Linked DNA regions of Sus scrofa: region 2 is linked to region 1. The links are chromatin contacts, called in public HiChIP or PLAC-seq maps. All regions are on one chromosome and are shown on one strand. The core of a region is the stretch at or near the end of the contact, and the rest is flanking DNA. Distances in the headings are between cores, read along the strand shown.

The links. HiChIP or PLAC-seq counts read pairs in DNA pulled down with a chosen protein or histone mark.
Region 2: a contact with region 1 is called in an H3K27ac HiChIP or PLAC-seq map of alveolar macrophages. The contact joins the promoter of FLOT2 here to the promoter of TLCD1 in region 1. A contact is called at or near these places in 2 of 5 promoter capture datasets (fetal liver and liver), 3 of 47 Hi-C or Micro-C datasets (embryonic fibroblasts and liver) and 1 of 2 datasets of contacts at active chromatin or transcription factors (alveolar macrophages).

Annotation. Positions count from the first base shown.
Region 1 is chr12:44,958,468-44,966,372 of Sscrofa11.1, reverse strand. It overlaps TLCD1 (calfacilitin), which reads left to right and starts at 3,350. Exons shown (of 3, transcript XM_013989985.2): 1 at 3,350-3,743; 2 at 4,053-4,308; 3 at 4,682-5,408. The coding sequence starts at 3,550. The coding sequence ends at 5,065. NEK8 (serine/threonine-protein kinase Nek8) reads right to left here and starts at 3,278. Exons shown (of 16, transcript XM_021067481.1): 1 at 2,544-3,278; 2 at 1,140-1,275. The coding sequence starts at 1,186. RPL23A (60S ribosomal protein L23a) reads right to left here. Exons shown (of 5, transcript XM_003131772.3): 3 at 6,499-6,675; 4 at 5,929-5,998; 5 at 5,636-5,699. The coding sequence ends at 5,685.
Region 2 is chr12:45,117,228-45,125,132 of Sscrofa11.1, reverse strand. FLOT2 (flotillin-2) reads left to right here and starts at 4,630. Exons shown (of 11, transcript XM_021067496.1): 1 at 4,630-4,828. The coding sequence starts at 4,780. It overlaps DHRS13 (dehydrogenase/reductase SDR family member 13), which reads left to right. Exons shown (of 5, transcript XM_021067495.1): 4 at 1-234; 5 at 3,338-3,987. The coding sequence ends at 3,789.

The DNA.
Region 1 (7,905 bases), core at 2,101-4,600:
GTTAACCACTGCGCCATGACGGGAACTCCCTTTTTTTTTTTTTTTTTTTTTTTGTCTTTTTATCTTTTTTTTTTTTTTTGGATTTTTTTTAATTTTAAATTAAAAAAAAAAATTTCTTTTTAGGGCCACACCCGAGGCATGTGGCAATTCCCAGGCTAGTGGTCCAATCGGAGCTGTAGCCCCCAGCCTACACCACCACCACTGCAAAGTGGGATCTGAGCTGTATCTGCAACTACACCATAGCTCATGGTAACACAGGATCCTTAACCCAGTGAGTGAGGCCAGGGATGGAACCCATGTCCTCATGGATGCAAGTCGGGTTTGCTAACCGCTGAGCCAAGACGGGAACTTCCAGAGTGACATTTTTTAAAATGCAAAGACCATTCCTTTGCTTAAACCTCTTTCCTTTACACTGCAAATATATTCAACTTCTTAATCTCAGCCTACAGCAGCCATAATCTGGTTTCCGCCCTCTGTGACAATAACATTTTATTCCATCTTTACCTTGCTCACTACATTCCAACTACATTAGTCTTTTTCTCAGTTCCTTGAATACTCTGCATTCGTTCCCACGTGAGGACCTTCGCATAAACTGGTTCCTCTGCTTGAGAAACTCTACCTTCTTCCGACTTCTGGTCCTCATTCCTCAAGTCTTGGCATTAAATCTCAACTATCCGAGAAATTTTCTTTCACCACCCCAAAGGAATACTCCCTGGTGGTGTACTCTATTCTCACAGGCAGTTTGTTGATCACTGCTTTAACAATGTCCTGTTTATTTTCTAATTTTCCGTTAGTCTGTAAGCTCGGAGAGGGAAAAGACCACGCCTCTTTTGGGCTTAGCTGTGTGCACAGCACCAAGATCCTGACGTGTATAGTTGCCGCTCAATATTTGTTGAATGAATGAATCAGGATAGAGCAACAGAACTCTGCGGGGGCGCAGAGAAGAGCCAGGGGCGTGACCTCCTTGGAGGCGGAGTTTCCCATCCAGGACCGGGACCGGAAGCCTGGGCGGGGCTTCTCGTAGAGGGCGCTAACGCTTCGGGGCGGGGCTGAGCAGGCAACGATTTCGCGCTTAGCGATTTCGCGGGGCTTATTTTCCCTCTCCCGTAGCAATTTCCTCCCCCAGAGCCCTGGCTCACCCGAAGGCACCTCTCCCCACCACTCGGATCCGCTCGTACTTCTCCATCTCATTTTTCAGAGTCACATTTCCGGAATCCTCAAGCCCAGGCGCGGCGCTTGCGCGAACCCGCCTTCTCTAGAGCCACGCCTCCTGCTCTGCAAGATAATTACGGGGCGGAGCCGGGGGAGTTGGGTGTTGGTTCAGCCTCTCATCTGCTTTGGCTGTTTTGCAGGGTTCCTGTGGCCGGGATCCGCAGTCGCCCTTCCAGGGTCCAAGGAATGGAGTAATACGCTGTTTTGGGGGGCGCGCTCCGCAAAGGCCAACACAGCACCAGCCACCTCCCACACACGCATCTCGCCCTCGCAAAGCTTTCTTAGACTGGAGGGGTTCCCTGCGCACGCCGAATGAGGGTTGGAGGCGAGGACCGATCTCGCTCCGCATCCCTCTTTGCAAACTAGTGACTGCTTCGAAGGATAGGGCAGATTCTCACTGGCATGCAAACGATAGACACTACCAAAATTGAACCGAGAGAGTCAGCGCTCTCGGTCTGTGGGGCAGGGTGCAGGGTTAGTTTCGTGTTTGCCTAGGGAGGAACCGGGGAAATCCCGAGCTGTGCAAGTTGATTCGACTAGGCAGAAGGTGACACTGCTGTCAAGACTGAGCCCTGCGCTTGTCAACACCAACTCCCCAACGCACACACACAGCGCTGCCGCTGCCGCAGGGAAATCTGCCTTCAATACTCAACTAGGGAGAACTTCCTTGGGGGAAAATGGGAGGGAACGGGACTACCACCTGAAGGCATCCAGGCGGGAGAGGAGGAAAGAATCATTCGCCTGATATGGGTTCAAATCTTCTGCCCAGAGGTGGGGGGCTGGTTAGTAGTACAATAGTCTAAGATCTTGGCCGGAAGTGAGTTTAATTCCAGGTGTCTACCCACCGCCTTCTGCCCTTCATGACCTCTATAAAATCTCAGTTAAGGTAGCAGGAAGGACGATGATTAGCTAAGGGATAGCGTCCCTATTTCTGAGTGGGTGAGGAACGTGAGGAAAGGGGTGTTTATCTTCTGTTCCCACCCTGGCCCTTGAAAGGGTACCCAAAACTACCCACGTGGAATGACCACTGGAAAGGCCCCATGAGGGCCTGTTGGTAGCTGGCTCAGGCCAGGGTGTCCGGCGGACAAAGCTGCCCTGTGAGCAGAGGAGGGCAAGGGGGAAAGCCACTCAGCTGGGACACTCCGTGTTCTCACCTAGAAACTGATCAGGCCTTGGTTGACCCGGAGCCCCAGAGAGGTTAATGTGTAACCTTGGAGCCATCAGGGGAGGCAGAGCAAACACCCAAACCTCTTGGCGCCTCAGGCTTCTGGTTTTCCCTCACTCTCAGAGCAGCCCCCCACCCCCGCTCCAACTACTCCCTTCTCTTTTACCTCCGCCCTTTCGTTCGCTGAGTCTGGTTAACTCTTGGGCAAAAACACCACCTCCTTCCTTGTACGCCGGGAGGGGATCCCACGCCGCGTGAGGACAGGCTGTCACCTAGCGGTCGTGAGTTGCAACTGCTCCAGGCCACTGGCCGGCAAAGTGAGGGTCACCCTGGTGGCCTGGGCACATCGGCCGTCTTCCCCGCTCCGGCCTCCAGGAAGCGGGGAGAAGAGAGCTGGGACTGTCTGAGGGAGGACTGTGACTGCCGCGCGGCCCCAGGAGCCCAAGAGCCGGCTGGGAGGAGGGGTGGTGATAGGTTAGTCGACAGATTCTAGGCAGTGACTTGGGCGGGATGAGGTAGAGGCAGGTAAACGTGTTCGACTCTGGCCTGAAGATGCTAGCGGAAAAATACGGTCTGAGAGATCATCGTCGGATACGGGGCACCGGCTGGTCCCCAGGTTTAGGGATTTAAAAGACGTGGGTGCGTGACGGGTCCCGCCCAGCTTTGCGGGTAAAGGAGGTAAGGGAGGAGAGAGTTCTCTCAGGGCCCGCCCAGGCAGGGGAGCTGGGACGCCAGGGGATTTGGGTTAACCAGGCCAGGCGAGCGAAGCGGGACTCCGTCGGCAGTCGGGAGGCGCCAGCGAGGGGTGGCTTGGCGGTGGCGGCCCCAGGACAGCCTCTTTTGCCCAAAGTCCGCGGGAGCCTGGCGGGGCCTGGGGGGCCTGAGGGGAAATGGGGCTCTCGCCCTCCGCGCTGCGGAGGCGCCGGAGGGGCGGGGACAGGAGGGCGGGGCGGGGCGGGGGCGCGGGTGGTTGGGGGCGGGGGCAGAGGCCGGACGGGAAGGGACGGGAGGAGCGAAGGGGGCCTACAGGGCTCCGCGGAGACAGTGTGTGTGAGGCTGGCGGCCGCCAGGAAAGGCGTCGGGGGTGGACCAGCCCAAAAGAAAGTCCCTTTCCCGAACTGCCGGAGGAGGCGGCCTAGAGGGCGAACAGACAGAAGGCAGGGAGGGTCAGCATGCCCCCAATGCTGCTCCCCGCCCTGCCGCTGCTCCTGGGCGCCACGCTGACCTTCCGGGCGCTCCGGCACGCGCTCTGTCGCCTGGCCCTACCGGCGCACGTGCGCGCCGACCCCCTGCGCACCTGGCGCTGGCACAACCTGCTCGTCTCCTTCGCCCATTCCATTGTGTCAGGGACCTGGGCGCTGCTGTGGTGAGTGAAGGACTGGGGGAGTGAAGGCGGCTAGGGGATCCCGCATTACTCTTCCCATCACTCATTGGCGGGCTGAGGCCCAGGCAGTCTCACCTGATTCCCGGTTTAGAATGCTGTCCAACCAGGAGCGGCTGCAGCCCCAGGGGAGGGGGGTTCTCACCTGGGAAACGGCGAACACCTGGGTTTCAGCCAAGCCCCTCCTCGCTCCCGGTCAGCCAATAGCACCAGCCCAGACTCCCCGGGCACTGGCATGGTTGTGGGTCCTTGGGGATACCGAGTGAAGCGCCTGCCTTCTTCCCTCCCATCCAGTATATGGCAGACCCCGGAGATGCTGGTAGAGATTGAAACAGCATGGTCGCTTTCTGGCTATCTGCTCGTTTGTTTCTCTGCAGGTAGGTCTTGCTTCGTATTAAGTAGTTGGGAGGGACAGGAATGTTTCTTGCTCAGTCCCGTTTATGACCTCTTCCCCATCCCTCGGCTAGGGTATTTCATCCACGACACGGTGGATATCGTGGTTAGTCATCAATCACGGGCTTCTTGGGAATACCTTGTCCATCACGTCATGGTAAGTGAGCAGGGGATGTGGAATAGGCCTGGTGCTAGCAACCTAATCTAAGCCTTTTTGAATCTGGGAGATAACCCCACCCAGGGGCCTATGGTCTAATGCTAGAATGCTGAGGGTTGGTAGTCTCTGTACCCTTGCTTCACTACTTGAGGCCAGCAATCGTGGCCTCATTTTCTTTGCCTGAAAACTCCACCCATAGCAAGAACTTGTGGATAGGGTTCAAAATGTAATTGTATTGAATACACTGTGTTTCCAAAAGATGCAAACGGGAGGATTTCCTAGCCCCCAATCTTGTAGCCTTCATATTCCCACCAACTTCCAGAAAAGCTTTGGCATCTGAGTTCCCTAACCCATTCTCTCCCTTGCCTTGTAGGCCATGGGTGCCTTCTTTTCAGGCATCTTTTGGAGCAGATTTGTTGGTGGCGGTGTCCTAACCCTGCTGGTGGAGGTCAGCAACATCTTCCTCACGATACGCATGATGATGAAAATCAGTAACGCCCAAGATCTCCTCCTCTATCGGGTCAACAAATACATCAACTTGGTCATGTATCTTCTCTTCCGCCTAGCCCCTCAGGCCTACCTCACCTATCTCTTCCTGGGTTATGCTGGCCAAAGGACCCTGGGAACCTTCCTGCTGAGCATCCTGCTCATGCTGGATGTCATGATCCTCATCTATTTTTCCCGCCTCCTCCGCTCTGACTTCTGCCCTGAGCAGATACCCAGGCAGAAACACAAGGACAAGTTCTTGACCGAGTGAAAAGCACAGACCCAGGGACTTGTGACAAAAAACAGCCTCACATATAAACTGAGACTTCAGCCCTCACCTGAGGCGTCCTCTGGGGCCATGCTCTCCACCTTTCACATCTGCACCTACTATTGAAAACCCTAATGAAAGTACTCTTCTGAAGTCCTTGTCCTTTCTTGGGCAAGGGATGAGGGAAGCAGACAGACCGGTTGGACAGAGTAGATGGGTGTGGGGACAAGGTGCTACGGGAAAGCCAGCAGCCAACTCGCACTGCCCTAAAATGGGTGCTAATGAAAACTGAGTATTGGTTTTATACAAAGCCTCTTCCAGAGATAAAGGAAAAGGTTCTTGTAAAGCTTCTTGCTTGGTCTCTTACCTCTGTGATGGAGGCAAGCTGTAGTTGTCCTAAAAACACCAACCCCAGTCTGGTCACTGACATAAGTATGGTGAGGTGACAGTGCCAAGTGTCCCAACAGGGTTAGGTAACTGAGACCAAGAGTCTTGCCCAAGCCCTCTTACTCAGGTGTGTATATACCACAGTAAGGCCTCCCAACCAGAAATCAACATACAGACAAAAAAGCATGCATTTAGTGATGACTTTTATATTTAGAATTAGCCAGCTGGACTCAGTTTAGATGATCCCAATCTGAAAAACAAAAGGGAGCTTTGTTACTGGGAGCTGAAATGTGAAGATTAAAGTGGGAATGTCATAGTTAAAATGCAAAATGAGGGCACAAGATAAGGGGTAAGACAGGGGTGCAGTCAGTCAGTTGAGACTAATCACCGAAGTTTGATTCAGGCTTTGGTCGCTTAGAGATACATCATTTGCACCCAGGAAGGGGGGTGTTAAGGAGTTTGTAGTAAAGGAAGCTTACTTTGTTAGCAACATCCAAAGCATCATAGTCAGGAGCTAGTCGAACATATGCCTTCTTCTCTCCATCAGGCCTAGGGTGGAGAAGGAAGCCTTAGTCCTTGCTGCCCTCCCTGCCCCTATACACTCTCTTCCTCCCCAGTCTTCTGGCACATCAGTGGTTCCTTTGTTCATGTCATTCCCCCCCCACACACACACAGCAGTTTTTCCATCATTTGCACAGAGGGGATCAGTGACCCCACTAAGCCACAAAAGGAGCCAGTTTCATTTTATGGGAAACACCGCAGGTGTTCTGATGTTAACTGTATGTTACTCTCGGGCCTGCTTCTGTCTAAAGACAGGGATCAAGAAAATGAGCACCATCCCCCCAAGCCCTAGAGGCAGGACAGTTCGAAATCCATACTCCATACAAGGGACTGTAAATGTAGCAGGGACTGCCCACTTCTCAAGGCTTACACACTGGAAAGCCTACTTCTGACCCCAAAAGCAGCATCAAAGAATTTCATTCCATTCAGGTTTTCTGGTTTCCGACAGAGGTGCTGGCCTCCTCCCCACCCCGTGGGACCTCCCTCACCTGATCAAAGTGTTGACCTTAGCCACATCAATGTCATAGAGCTTCTTCACAGCCTGTTTAATCTGGTGCTTGTTGGCCTTGACATCCACAATGAACACAAGTGTGTTGTTGTCTTCTATTTTCTTCATGGCTGACTCAGTGGTGAGGGGGAACTTGATGATGGCATAGTGGTCAAGCCTGGGAGAGGCAAAAAGGGGTCACCTGGCTTGGGCCCAGTAAAAGAAAAGGTGGGCCCTCTTCTGGAGCCCAAGTGCATCAGACAACGAGGCAGCAATCATTTCTGTCAGACTTTGGTCGCTTAACGGTGTCATCATGTGCACCCCAAAGCCTGGGGACCTGAAGGCTCAGCATGGGGCAGAACCCTGGTGCTCTTTCCTATGAAGGGCTTTCATCCTTTAAGTGATTAAACACTGATCTGAGTTCCAGACGTCTTCATTCTTTATCTGACCTCAACATTTCTGAAGGGCAAATTTCTAGAAGAAACCCAAGACTTAAGAGGTTAGATAACCCCAAAATACACATATCACAGAATCTTGAAACCCAGGCTAGGATTCCAAAGAATGTTAATGCTTCACCATGATGCAGAATCAATTATTTTGCCCCTTCCGAGGGCTTGCAGGCCATGGATTCCTTCTTTTTATGGCCACGCCCGCAGCACATGGAGGTTCCCAGGCCAGGGTTCAAACCTGTACCCCAGCAGTGACCTGAGCCGCTGCATTAGGGTCCTTAAACCAACCACTGCACCTCAGCAGGAAATCCCAGGCCATCAATTCTAAAAGCTTTTTATTTACAGCTAGCTCACGTTAAAGATTCAGCAGCTTGAACGCACCCAACACATCTTTCCACCTGAAACTTAAAGAGAAGCAAGGCTCTATTTGCCTGGATACATCGTCCTGTTTTGAAGCTAAAGGTAAGATCTCAACATCTCATCTTGCTAAATCTAGGTTCAAGTGGAGGTAAAAAGCCTTATCAAGTCCTTTTCTCCAAGAGCATACTATTTTTCTTTGAAAGCAGTGGGTCCTCACTGGTGGTTAACTACTACCATGGCTCTACTCTAAACTGTGCTCCTTAAGGCCAGTCATTACTAGCAGTGTGACACCAAAACTATCAAGCACCCTAACCTTTTGCCCACTCTGCCAGACCATTCCTTGAGTGTAAAGAAGTGAGTGAAAAAAGCTGCTACAGGCCTTCACAGTGGAGACAAATGAATCTCATCAATCTAGAATAACCCAGGAGTTCCCGTCGTGGCACAGTGGTTAACGAATCCGACTAGGAACCATGAGTTTTCGGGTTTGGTCCCTGCCCTTGCTCAGCGGGTTAAGGATCCGGCGTTGCCGTGAGCTGTGATGTAGGTTGCAGACGCAGCTCGGATCCCCCGTTGCTGTGGCTCTGGCGTAGGCCGATGGC
Region 2 (7,905 bases), core at 3,381-5,880, 160 kb before region 1:
CACACCTGCTGCTGCCCCGGCTGAAGACATGCGCCCCCAGCCGCGTGGTGGTGGTGTCCTCGGCTGCTCACCGGCGAGGCCGCCTCGACTTCACACGCCTGGACCGCCCAGTGGTAGGCTGGCGGCAGGAGCTGCGGGCATATGCAGATAGTAAGCTGGCCAATGTACTGTTTACCAGGGAGCTTGCCACTCAGCTTGAGGGCACTGGCGTCACCTGCTATGCAGCCCACCCAGGTGAGACCTGGCTCTCAAACTGCTCTGCTTTGTTTTGATTCCCCCTCTTTCATCCTTGCCCCACCCGGTACTCCCCCAGCTTCTCACTGAGCAACAGAATCTCAGAGCAGGAAGGAAGCCTGGTCCAAGGAGGGACCTGTTCATTGCTGAGTTCTTCCTCTCACACCACAGGCTTGGATGCTGACTACGGAGTAGGGTATGGCCATGAATAAGGCCAGGTTCTCACCCCAGGAGCCATCTATATGACTGAACGGACTATAACATGATAATGATGGTGTTGGTTCATGCATTCAGGAAACATTTATTGAGGACCTATGTTTCTGGCATTAATCTCAGTGCAGGGGATGTAGCAATGAAAAAAACAAAGAGGAGTTCCCGTGGTGGCGCAGTGGTTAACGAATCTGACTAGGAACCATGAGGTTGCGGGTTCGGTTCCTGCCCTTGCTCAGTGGGTTAACGATCTGGCGTTGCTGTGAGCTATGGTGTAGGTTGCAGACGTGGCTCGGATCCCGCGTTGCTGTGGCTCTGGTGTAGGCAGGTGGCTACAGCTCCGATTCGACCCCTAGCCTGGGAACCTCCATATGCCGTGGGAGCGGCCCAAAGAAATAGCAAAAAGACAAAAAAAAAAAAAAAAAAAAAAAAAAAAAAGAAAGAAAAAAACAAAGACCTTGGAGTTCCCGTTGTGGCACAGTGGCTAACGAATCCGACTAGGAACCATGAGGTTGCGGGTTTGATCCCTGGCCTTGCTTATTGGGTTAAGGATCTGGCGTTGCCCCGTGAGCTGTGGTGTAAGTCGCAGACTCGGCTCAGATCCTGCATTGCTGTGGCTCTGGTGTAGGCAGGTGGCTACAGCTCCGATTGGACCCCTAGCCTGGGAACCTCCATATGCCATGGAGCAGCCCTAGAAAAGGCAAAAAGACCAAAAAAAAAAAAAAAAAAAAAAAAGACCTTATCCTTGTAGAGCTTACATTGTACTTTAGAGAAGGAGACAGCTAATAAATAAATATACACAATGACAGGTGGTGATAAAGTGATATGGGGAAGGATAAAACGAGGGAATAAGGAGCTCCTGTTGTGGCTCAGCAGGCTAGGAAGCCAACATAGTGTCTGTGAGGATGCATGTTCCATCCCTGGCCTCACTCAATCAGTTACGGATCCGGCATTGCTGTGAGCTGTGGTGTAGGTTGCAGATGCAACTCATAGCCGGCATGGCTGTGGCTGTGGTGTCGGCTGGCAGCACAGCTTCTATTTGACCCGTAGCCCTGAGAACTTCCATATACCATAAGTGTGGCTGTAAAAAGAAGAAAAAAAAAAGGAAATAAGAAATGATAGGAGAGGGGAAGCTATCTTATCTGTGGCAGTCAAGGAAGACATCTGAAAAGGTGACATTTGAGAAGAGACTCAAGGAAATGAGAAAATAAGCCATGAGGCTTTCTGGGGAGAAGAGTAAAAGAAAAGCCAGTGCAAAGGTCCTGAGGCAGAAGTGTTTGAGAAAGAACAGGGAGCCTGGTGTGTCTGGAACAGAGTAAGAGGGGGAGAGTGGCAAGACATGACATATAGACATGGGCTGGGTCACCTAGGGTCTGAGCGGCCACTGTAAGCATTTTGTCTTATAATCTGAATCATTTCACTGATGAATAACCTCATCCTTGCCTTTAGGGAACAGGTTACAGGATAACAAGATCTGCCCTACACATATTACCATCATGAATTTATTTATTTATTTTTTTTTGTCTTTTTTATAGCTATTTCTTGGGCCGCTCCCACGGCATATGGAGGTTCTCAGGCTAGGGGTCGAATCGGAGCTGTAGCCACCGGCCTATGCCAGAGCCACAGCAACTCGGGATCCGAGCCGCGTCTGCAACCTACACCACAGCTCACGGCAACGCCGGATCGTTAACCCACTGAGCAAGGGCAGGGACCGAACCCGCAACCTCATGGTTCCTAGTCAGATTCGTTAACCACTGCGCCACGACGGGAACTCCCATGAATTTATTTTTAAATTTTGGTTTTGGCCATGCCCACAGCATGCAGAATTTCCTTAGGCTAGGGATGGAACCAAGCCATAGCAGTGACAACACCAAATCCTTAACCACTAGGCCACCAGGGAACTCTTCCCCCACCCTTTTTTTTTTTTTTTTTGCTTTTTAGGGCCACACCCACAGCATATGGAGGTTCTCAGGCTAGGGGTCGAATCAGAGCTACAGCTGCCAGCCTGCACCACAGCCACAGCAACATCACATCGGAGCCGCGTCTGCGACCTACACCACAGCTCATGGCAACACCAGATCTTTAACCCATTGAGCAAGGCTAGGGATCGAACCCGCAACCTCTTGGTTCCTAGTAGGATTCATTTCCACTGTGCCACAACGAGAACTCCTCTCTCCCGTATTGCATTTCAGACAGTCATTGCATAAGACATATTAATAATTATAATGAGACAATAGTAATTACAGCTAACCTTTACTATACTCCATAGCTCTAATATCCAAAACAGGGGCTGGTCTACAATAGGTGTGAATAAATGTTTGATGTTTAAACAGAGGAACAGGACTTGAGCTAGTAGAAAAGGTGGAGAGAGACAGAATTGTTCCAGGCTAGAGACACAGCATAATCAAAATCTGGAAGATGAGGATTTATAAGGAGTTTGGACGGAGAAGAGGCAGCTTGCTGTTAGAAATGAGTTATGTTGGGAGTTCCTATTGTGGCTTAGCAGTTAAGGAACTCAACTAGAATCCATGAGGATGCAGGTTCGATTCCTGGCCTTGCTCAGTGGGTTAGGGATCCTGCGTTGCCATGAGTTGTGGTGTAGGTTGCAGTTGAGGCGTGGATCTGGCAGTTGCTGTGGCTCCAATTTGACCCCTAGTCTGGGAACTTCCTTATGCCACAGGTGTGGCCCTAAAAAGACAAAAAAAAAAAAAAAAAAAAAAGAAAAAGAAATGAGTTAGCTTGGCTTGTGGGGCCCTGAATGCCTGGTAAATCTTACCCTGGTTCCCCTGGAATTGGACTCTGTTCCCTCCTCCCTTCTAACCCTGTTCTTGCTGCTTTTACCATGAGCCCTTACCCACTCTTCTCCCTCTCCTTCCTTTCTTCCTGTTCCCAGGTCCCGTCAACTCAGAGTTGTTCCTACGCCACGTTCCCAGATGGCTACGCCCACTTTTGTGCCCACTGGCTTGGCTGGTGCTGCGGGCACCACGAGGGGGTGCCCAGACACCTCTGTACTGCGCTCTGCAGGAGGGCATTGAGCCCCTCAGTGGGAGATACTTTGCCAACTGCCATGTGGAAGAGGTGCCCCCAGCCGCCAGAGACGACCGGGCAGCCCATCGGCTGTGGGAGGCCAGCAAAAGGCTGGCAGGGCTTGAGCCAGGGGAAGATGCTGAATCTGATGAAGAGCCCCAGCCTGTGGACCCAGGAGTCCCATCTTCTCTGAGCAGCCCCCACCCTGAGGAGCCCGCAGCTTCTGAACCCTACACCAGCCCTCAGAGTTCACCAGACTTGTCCAAGGTCACACGCCGAATTCCAGTTAAAGCTGAACCAGAGCCCCAAGCCTCCTAACCTCCGGGCTGGGAAGCTTTCTAAGGCTCTGGGTGATCCTTGAAAGCCTTAGCCATGTACCAGGCTATGGTCATGCACTGGACACTGAGGTGGTTGAGATTTTTACCTCCATGGTCACTTTGTGGGGGCTTCAAGGTATATGTCCTGGAGAGCTCTTTTCCTGGTTGAAGGAAATAAAGGGTGATGATTTCTTCCTGAGAGTGACAGTAAGCCCGGGGGGCGGGGAGGGGGGGCGGTTGTGCCAGATGCTGCTCCTCAGGAATTTGAATTTCTTATCTCCAGGCTCTACCCTGAGGAACACTCAGCCCTGGATGATGGAGGCCTGGGCATTTTTAATCTGATGCACCATCAGTATGGAGAATTGTTCAGTTGTGCCCTTTGCGATCACCTAGTTACATTATTCCCACTTTCCAGAGGCGGGACTAGGCAGCCAGAGAGGGAACTCGTTCCGGATCTCCGCTAGAAAGAGCAGGGACTGAGATCGGAGCCCAGGCCCAGGCGGGCTGACTCCAGGGCCCACCCCTGTAAGGTGGGTGCTGGGAGGCGAGGCGGGGCGTGGCAGTTGTTATCCAGGCTCCCCAAGGAACGCCTTCAGGACTGCTTGAGGGCCGAGCCCCCACGATGCCAGCTCTGTGTAATACAACCACTTGAAGAGCTCCCTGATGGCACAGCAGGTTAAGGATCCTGCGTTGTCACTGCTGCGACCCGGGTTCGATCTCTGGCCTGGGAACTTCCACAGGCCGGGCAGGCTGGGCCAAATACTTTGAAAATTAAAATCGAGCGTGTTGACAGCCTGGCTCGGGCCGCCTCCCTCCACACGCCGGCCCCGCCCTCCGCCGCCACACTTCCGGCGAGGCTGCGGCCGCGGAGGGGCGCCGGCGGGCGGCCGCTGGGGGTGGCGGGATAGGCTGGGCGCGGCCGGCGGTGCGGGCCCGCTGCTGCTGTCCAGGTCTCGGCGGCCCCCCGAGGGCCCTCCGTCCCTCCGGCGCCATGGGCAATTGCCACACGGTGGGGCCCAACGAGGCGCTGGTGGTTTCAGGTGAGGGGGCGGCGGGGGAGGGGGGCCGGAGACGTTTGGGGCGGGGGGCCGTGCCCGGGAGGGCGGGGACCGGGCTGGGCAGCGGACGGGGAGGGGCTCCGCGGGTGGGGGGCAGCGCGGGAGGTGGGGCCTGAGTCCGCGGCTTCCCGGGCCGCACCTGAGACCCTTTCAGGAGGGACCCCTGTGCTCCACCTTCCTGCCCCGCGTTCTCGGGCACTCGCCGGGCTCTCCCCCCGCCTTCCCCCGCTGCGTGTTTGCCGGTGTTTATTCCCTCCTTCCTTCGTCTCCTCCCCTAGCAGGGTCGCCCCTGTGGCCTAGGGGGTCCTGAACTGAAGCCTTGGGGTTCCGGGAACACAGTTTGGCTGGATGCCAGCGCCCGGGACTAGGGTGGGTCACGCAGCCTTGGAAGGCAGGTGCCCATCTGGGCACAGACCCGTTAATTCCCAGCAGGCTGGGGCGTGCTGGTTTATTGGCACTGCCCGCCTGGGAAACGCGGGTGCGGCCTCTACAGGTTGCGAAACCGGGCTCTGGGCTGTGTCGCTCAGGTTGCAAAATGCTGCAGGCTCCAGAATTTCTGTGAGCTTAGGTGGGGCCGGGGGACTGCAGTATTGGGGAGATGAGAGGGATCTTGTCCTAAGGCTGCTGTGTATGTTGTATATTTGGGAATTTGAGGAAGAGGCTGGAGCCTTTCAAGCCATCAATTTGTGCAGCCCAAGCTCACAGGTGCTGGGGAGAGGGCCTGTTTCCTGACAGCTTGGAGGCCTGTAGCTGCAGGAATCCCTCCTGTCTTTACTTCCCACTGTCAGTGTGGATTCTCCGCCTGTGCACAGAGTCGTTAGGGCTGGCTCTAGAATTGAGCAGAAGAGGGTGTGCTGGGCCAGGGCAGGAAGCTGTCCACCTTTGAGAGGTGTGATGAATCCATTGGAAACTTTCACCCCAGAACATGGCCTCTGGCTCAGTGTGGATCTCAAAATTGATTTCCCTGGGACAGGAAATCCCCACTCTCCCTCACTAAGACCTTACCCCTGTGGGGGAATTTAAGATTCTTTACCTCCCTGAAAACCAGAGCTAGCCGTAAGGTCACTAGGGAGACCCCCAGAGAGCACTGAGGCCAAACCTACACCTCTGTAAGACCTGGGCCAGGGGTTCCCGCCTGCCTTGGTGCAATGGGTCAAGAATGCCACCCAAGTCGCTGTGGAGGCACAGGTTAGAGCCCCATCCAGGCACAGTGGGTTTAAGGATCCAGCATTGCTGCAGCTGTGGCATAGGTCGCAGCTGTGACTTGGATTCAATCCCTGGCCAGAGAACTTCCATATGCCTTGGGTACAGCCATAAAAACAAAAACAAAAGACCTGGGCCAGTCTCCCAGCCCCCACCCCTAGAGAAGCTTGTAGAAACCCCAATCTGAGCCACACTGCACTTGGTTTTGCTTGTGGAGTTTCTTTCTAGAAGCCCAGACTCTGGGCCAAGGAGACAAAATCTCCGCTCTCGTCCTTGTAGAGACCCTTGAGACTGGAGGCAGGAGGAAACCCTGCACTGTGCCTTCCAGTTGCCAGGAACCTGGTCCCCTGGCCAGTGGCCAAAGCAGGGCTGGCTTAGAAGCTGTTTTAATGGTGTGGAGAGGAGGCGTGCTGAGAATTAAGAGTGCTGGAGTCAAGGGAGGGTGGAAGAGAAGAGAGAGAGATAATGCCCGGCATAATAGAACCTTGGGATTTGACATAATCATGCTAAGATGCAGCTCCCTTGTACTCGTGGCCTCCCTGCCCTGCCCCCACCTGGTTACCTGAGCCTGCCTCTAAGTCCAGGGGTATCTCACACAGCCCACTTTCAGAAGGAGGATGCTGATACAGTTCACCATTATCTTTTTCACTTGAAAAGTCTGGAGGTTTGGGAGTTCCCATCGTGGTGCAGTGGTTAACGAATCCAACTAGGAACCATGAGGTTGTGGGTTCGATCCCTGACCTCACTCAGTGGGTTAAGGGTCTGGCGTTGCCGTGAGCTGTGGTGTAGGTCACAGGCGCAGTTTGGATCCCGTGTTGCTCTGGCTCTGGTGTAGGCCGGTGGCTACCCCTAGCCTGGGAACCTCCATATGCCAAGCGCACAGCCCAAGAAATGGCAAAAAGGCAAAAAAAAAAAAAAAAGGTTCTTCTTGTCTAACTTCCCTCCTTAATTATGTAATACAAAACCTTTTCCTCTGTTTCTACTCTTGGGAATTTAAAAGGAGAATCTAAATACCATACACCTTTCTCTCATCTCCACAGTAGATCAGAAGTTCTTAACCTGGGGTTTGTAGAAAGAATTTAGAGATCTTTGGATTGGGGGGAGTACATTTTTATTGACACTAACTTTAACGGAAATTTAGTGTTTCTTATGATTATTAATGTCAACAACAATCCTCGGTAGTATTAGCAAATATTTTCCTACTGTACTGCCTTTGTTGCTTTGTTGTAGTTACCTTAAAAATCATTTTCGAGGAGTTCTTGTTGTGGTGCAGTGGAAACGAGTCTGACTAGTAATCATGAGGATGCAGGTTCAATCCCTGACCTTGCTCAGTGGGTTAAGGATCCTGTGTTGCTGTGGCTCTGGTGTAGGCCAGCAGCTGTAGCTCCAATTTGACCCCTAGCCTGGGAACCTCCATATGCTGCAGGTGTGGCCCTAAAAAGCAAAAAAAAAAAAAAAATCAGATCTTATGGCTCAGTGTTAACACTGACTACAGCATGAGATCAGTTCAATCCTGCTCTGTCAGTGTAAGATCAGCGTTGCTGTAGCTATGGTAGTCACAGATCGGTTCGGATCTCAGGTGCTGTGCGTAGCTGGTGCTACAGCTTGATTGGACCCTAGCCTGAACTCATATGCTATGGTCAGCTTAAAAAAAAAAAAAAAAAAAAAAAAAAGTATGAGAATTCCTGTTGTGGCTCAGCGAGTTAAGAATCTGACCAGTATCCATGAGTATTTAGGTTCGATCCCTGACCTCCTTACTCAGTGGGTTAAGGATCTAGTGTTGCCACAAGCTGTGGCATAGGTCACAGATTCGGCTTAGATCTTGTGTTGCTGTGGTTGTGGTGTAGGCTGGCAGC